2 separate regions of the Sus scrofa genome follow, and region 1 is linked to region 2. A link is a contact called in public HiChIP or PLAC-seq data. All regions are on one chromosome and are shown on one strand. Each heading gives the region's core, a stretch centred on a gene start, on an enhancer-like site or on the middle of the called end of the contact. The rest is flanking DNA. Distances are from core to core; before and after follow the strand shown.

Region 1 (2,700 bases), core at 166-2,665, 170 kb before region 2:
TACAAGTCCCTTACCTTACCAGATGCGTAATGGGTAAGTATTTTCTCTTAGCATGAAGATTGTCTTTTCCCATTGGTAATGATGTATCAGAATAACAAAACTGTTTAATTTTGATGAGGTTTAAGTTATCTGTTTTTCCTGTTGTTGCTTGCTTTTTCTTTTGACATCAGAGCTAAGAAATCATTGTTCAAAGATTTACACCTAGGAAGAACTCCTATTCTTGATAGAAACATTAAAAATATATCTAAAACAATTCAGAGCTCCAGAAAACTGATACAGTAAACACACAAGTTGATAATCAATGTGGAGCCATCTTAACAGAAGGACAGCTGGTCACTTGGGACAGTTTCATATCCATAGGCCATATGACACTTTGGCCATTCCCTCTGTCACATCATTAGGCCAGATTGCAAAAACACATTAAAGATGTAAGTGCTTAATTATTTTGGGAACAACTTATCTCCTAAGGAATATAAGCCAGTTGGAAAACATGCTGAGCACAAAATTCATAAAGCAGGCATCTTGTGTGGTATTGCCCTGTGATTGGTTCATACTGAGAATCTTTATAACAGTATCTAACACTTACTGTATATTTTAAAGAACTCAATTAACTGATGAACAGCTGGATGCTCATTGAATCCTGTCCCTCTCTTAAAATCTTTTAGACTTCTGTAAAGTGATAACCTATTAATTCAAATTACCATCATTATATCTCATGGTGCTCTATAATACCTAGACCAAATGAGATACTTTGAATGAGAATCGAAATTAACTTTCTGGTTTTCAAGTACTGAAAACTTTTCTTCTTAGTTGTAAATGTATGCTTTTATACCCTAAAAGCCAAAAAAAAAAAAAAACCCCGATTTTTTTTTTTTTTACTATGAAAATGTTATTATAACATTCAAGAGACAACTAAGTAGTTCCTTATCTTACCGTCTGAATGGAATTGTTTCATTTTGAACCTTCTCTTCCACTCTTTGCTTCCCGCCTGTGGATCTTTGCTGGTTTATAACACATTATAACCACGTGGATCTTTACTCTTTATAGCCACATTGTGGGTATAACGAGTAAAACGTATTATTTCCTAACAGTATTTCAGGATATTGTCTTTCCAATACACTGGTACAAGGAGAGGCTGATACCCACATGTGCAAGAAGGTGACAGATTTGCTACCTGACTCTGCTCAAGGCTGCCATGTCCTATTTTTAGAGATAGATTCAAAGTGAGAGCTGTATCTATGACCCCATTTCCCCCCCTAAGTCGTTTGATCTTTACCCACCTTTAGGCTGCACTCCCTCTTCCTGCTGAATATCTGCGCTCTTACCCTTTCACAAACAGGGTAAGTTATGGCCGTATTCTTCCCTTGGGCTATGCAATTCGGCCCCTGGCCACCTCTCAGATTTCTTCCCACACTGCTTCCTCCCTAGCTGGCTCTGCTCCAGACACCTTAGCCAAGAGCTCTCTTTCCTCAGAGCTTTGCATTCGCTGTCCCTTCCACTGGGAACCCTCTGTTCCTGGATCTCGAGCATTTGGCTCCTTCTTAACGTCCACGTCTTAGCTAAACATCATCTCGGGGAGAACTTATCACCCGAATCGAAAGTCCCTCTCCCTCCTTCTCCCCCATGCCCCCATCCCATCACTGCCTTATTTTCTTCGCAGTGTTTATTATTGTCTAGGAGACTCTGTAATCAAAAATAAAAAATCTGATATTTTCATGGACTTATTTGTTTATTGTCCATTCTCTTTCCGCTGACAAATGAATATTTCACAAAGCGAGAATCTTGTCTTTCTTTTTCTCCGCTGTAAACTGGTACTTGTTACCACACTTGGCAGAGTAGGCCCTCCATAAATATTTACTGAATGAATAAATCGGTCAAAGGGTGTACGTAAGCAGAGCTTTTTATTTTTTTTTATGCTAGTATCCTTTCTTCCTTATCTCCCCTTCTGAACAGAGTGAGAGCAGATTATTTCTGTTTTTATGCTTTGTAATAGGTGTGAAAAAAAAAAAATATCCGAAAAGGAAAGCACTGGAAAATAGAAAGTGGATGGCAGGAAGTGAGGTTCACAAGCACCATAATATTTTTGAGGTGGAGCTCTGCGGCTACACGTGATGGAAAAGCATTCCCTGGAGACGCATTTTTCAACACCTTTAGTCAGGAAAAACTACAGTGTAACAACAGCGTTTGTTGTGGAGGCAAACAGGATTTGCCTCCACACTGCTTGTAGTATAATGTAATATTCTGTTTTAATATCAGTTGTGCATTCTCTGTCTGCTTTTGGGCCTAGAAACTTACCCAGTGATGACAAGGAAGAAGAAAGCATTATAGTACTTAGATGGTGAATGTGATGACAGAAATACACCAAGAAATGCACTAGCTGTGATGGGGTTTGAAAGAGGTTGAAGCAGTAGGAATAAAGCGGATGGCTCTTGTCTCTGAACTTTAGGTAGAGGGGCATTTTATCCTGAGGTTGGATCTCATGAACCATTGAACAGTCACTTCTATACCAATCTGAACCACAAACTGTGTCGTATATTGTGTCAACATCCTAGGTCAACCAGATCTCTCATAAAATCAGTTAAAAAATGGAAGAAAGTGGCCTGGCCAAATCCACTGAAAAGTAAAATCTTTTTTTGTTCAAGGAGCTGGTTTTCCTTCCATTCCCTGGGGACGGGAGTGACTGCCCTTTGCACAAAACAA
Region 2 (2,918 bases), core at 321-2,820:
GGCAACACCAGATCCATACCCCACTGAGTGGGGCCAGGGATTGAACCCACATCCTCATGGATACAAGTTGGGTTTGATACTGCTAAGCCACAATGAAAACTCTTGTGGCATGGGTTTGATCTGTGGCATGGGTTTGATCCATTGCCTGGGAACTTCTGCATGCTGCAGATGTGGCCAAAAAAAGAAAAAGGAAAAGAAAATCCTCCCCTGAGAATTCTAAAACCCTGACATGTCCATTGAGGTGGTTTGTCACAGAAGAGGGCAAATATATGTGATCCAGAAACAAAAAATACCAGAAATTTACATAAAATGGGATTCCTAGGCCTGTGGAAATACCGCTTGGCATTGGCAGAAGACAAGGCAAAATTATCTTGGGTCCATGCCACCAAAATAGAGCTCTGCTTAAGTTTGGTTCACTATCCAAAATTATAAAACAGGCAAAATTATAAAATTATTTTTAAAATTATAAAATTATAAAAATTATAAAACATGCAAAACTATAAAACAAGTCACCATAAGCGAGAGACAGCCCATGCAAAAAATTCGGAGTAGAACTCTGAGATTTTCTGATAAAATGATTGTCCAATAGAAACTGTAAAATAAATAGATTTTAAATTATTAGAGGTATAAAAGAAGATATTGAGAACACAAGAAAATGGCACCATGACAAAAAAATATTAATTTTTTAAAATGTATGTCTTAGAAATTAGAAGAAAACATAGGCATTTAAATTAAAATTTCAATGAACAGGTAAGAGTGTAGTTCAGATACAGCTGAAGAAAGAATTGGTGCAAAGGAAGAATTTGTACAGACAGTAGCTCTCAGTCTTGGCTGCATTTAGAATCTCCTGAAACTTAAAAAACAAACAAACAAACAAAAAACCCAAAAAACAAAACAGTGTACAGGCTATATTCATCAAAACTTCTGAACAGAGGACCTAGGCATCAATATTTTTTAAAGTTCTGCCTTAGAGACAGCATACAAGAAATTGGTTAATGCAAGCAGCATGATCCGGAGGCAATACACACACAACACACAAACTAGGTTTTAATTCTTTTAGTTCCTATTTTTTATTTGTTTATTTGTTGTTATTGTTGTTTGTTTTATGCCTGCACTGGTGGCAAATGGATGTTCCTGGGCCAGGGAATGAATCCAAACTGCAGCTGTGGCAACACTGGATCCTTTAACCCACTGCACAGGGCTGGGAATTGAACCCCCCCTCCACAGTGACCCAAGCCACTGCAGCAGATTCTTAACCCACTGCACAACAGTGGGAACTCCAAGTTCTGTATTGTTTTGATTGCCTTTTCTATGTCAGATACCAGATAAAAAGATAAGTGAGATGTAAAAACCAAGAATTGCAAGGTGCCTCTTTAAGCCCAGTTACCCCAAAAACTAAACCTACCAATCTGCTGCTTTTATAGAAAATTCTGTGGCAGCTGAAATGTAGCTGTGCCTAGGGAGAAGAGCTTTGCAAGAAAGGTCTGCTCAGAAATCTCAACTCATTGACATGTGCACGTGATATGTCGCTGTTTTCCCTAATACCTTCCTGCAGCTGCACTGCCCTGAACCTCCTTGGGTTCCCTTCCCCCACGATCTTCTCCCCACCCCACCCCTGCCCCAGGGGGGCGGTCTTGGCAGCGACTGAGTTTCCACCTGCACTGGGGCCAGCAGTCAGAAGCCCCGCGAGTGAGTCTTTGGGGTCTCATTTCCTGGAGGGAACAGCCCCACGTTCCCACTCAAGGGAAGGGACAACCTCCCAGGAACACCGAACTCAACCACTTTGTCCTGGGTCCCCTTGGGAACAGGTCTGGCGATGGAGGGAAAATGTAGGTGGGGGCTGGGGTTAGGGTCTGAACTGGAGTCTCGCAGAATCTGTGGGAAGGAAGATGAACCCAGCGAGGATGATTCCACGGATCCAGAAAGTGTCGTTTACTGCTTGAGGCCGTCCCCTTCTCCTGGGATCACCGGGTATGTCTCAGGTCACAAGGTGCGGTGCCTGACAGTGAGGCAAAAGATTCTTCCCTAGCCCAGCCTTAAAAGTAAATTAAAAATGGAACAAAATTAATAAGACTTTTTTTCTCTTGCTATATGTCTTTTCCACAATAATAACTCCTAGCACTTATTTTTTAAAAAAACATTGGACTTGATTGTTCCACTTTTTCAACAACCTTGTGAAATTCCTGAAATGCTGAGAAAGCCCCACATTTCAGAATTTTTATTCCTTGCAATGAATTTCACCATAAAGTTTAAAATGCTGTCTTTAAAAACAGCCATAGAGTGATATTAACAGCTCCCAATTCGCCAGTTTGCTGTAGTTTATGTTGGTTAATTTACGTTAAACACGATATAACAAAGTGCGTCTCAATATTTGCGGCAGAGCCCTGACGCCGAATGCCTACGATTTTCTGCGTTGTACTGCCCCCTAGTGGCTTATGTTTACTATGGCGGACCAGTGGGGAACAATTTGTCCTTTTAAATATTGCTGTTTTTTCAAAGGTCAGAGCTTCTCTGTGAAATCTAAAAAAGGCTACAAAAGGACTTGTTTGCAGATCAGAAACAGACTCACAGACTTTGAAAAACTTATGGTTACCAAAGGGGAGGGATGGACTGGGGAGTTGGGATTGGCATGTGCACGCTGTGGTATGTGGAACATCAGGCCAACAGGGCCCTGCTGTATGGCACAGAGAACTCTACGTGGGAAAATAATCTGAAAAAGAATGGATGTGTGTACATGTATAACTGAATCACTTGGTTGCACAGCGGAAAAGGGCATGACATTGTAAATCAAAAACACTTTACAAAATGAAAAATATAGTAAATAAATAAATGGTCAGAACAAAGGTCGATCCAGAAAGTAGTATGTATTTCATATCACACTCTTCATCTACCTCGACCAAAGGCTCAAAGTCTTTTAA

The links. HiChIP or PLAC-seq counts read pairs in DNA pulled down with a chosen protein or histone mark.
Region 1: an H3K27ac HiChIP or PLAC-seq map of skeletal muscle shows a contact between it and region 2, with 5 times the contacts expected there. The contact joins two enhancer-like sites. A contact is called at or near these places in 6 of 47 Hi-C or Micro-C datasets (alveolar macrophages, embryonic fibroblasts, liver and 3 more) and 1 of 2 datasets of contacts at active chromatin or transcription factors (skeletal muscle).

The regions. Positions count from the first base shown.
Region 1 is chr15:129,973,521-129,976,220 of Sscrofa11.1, reverse strand. It overlaps LOC106506390 (a long non-coding RNA gene), which reads left to right. Exons shown (of 6, transcript XR_002339119.1): 2 at 1,994-2,700. Among named protein-coding and RNA genes, the nearest start is that of PID1, 240 kb to the left of the region's middle. Within about 2 kb of position 1,415, at least 23 of the 83 cell types and tissues checked have an H3K27ac peak or open chromatin away from gene starts, as enhancers often do. A contact at or near this core is called in omental adipose tissue and skeletal muscle, where this site is marked.
Region 2 is chr15:129,800,528-129,803,445 of Sscrofa11.1, reverse strand. No RefSeq gene overlaps it. Among named protein-coding and RNA genes, the nearest start is that of SPHKAP, 340 kb to the right of the region's middle. Within about 2 kb of position 1,570, at least 11 of the 83 cell types and tissues checked have an H3K27ac peak or open chromatin away from gene starts, as enhancers often do. A contact at or near this core is called in omental adipose tissue and skeletal muscle, where this site is marked.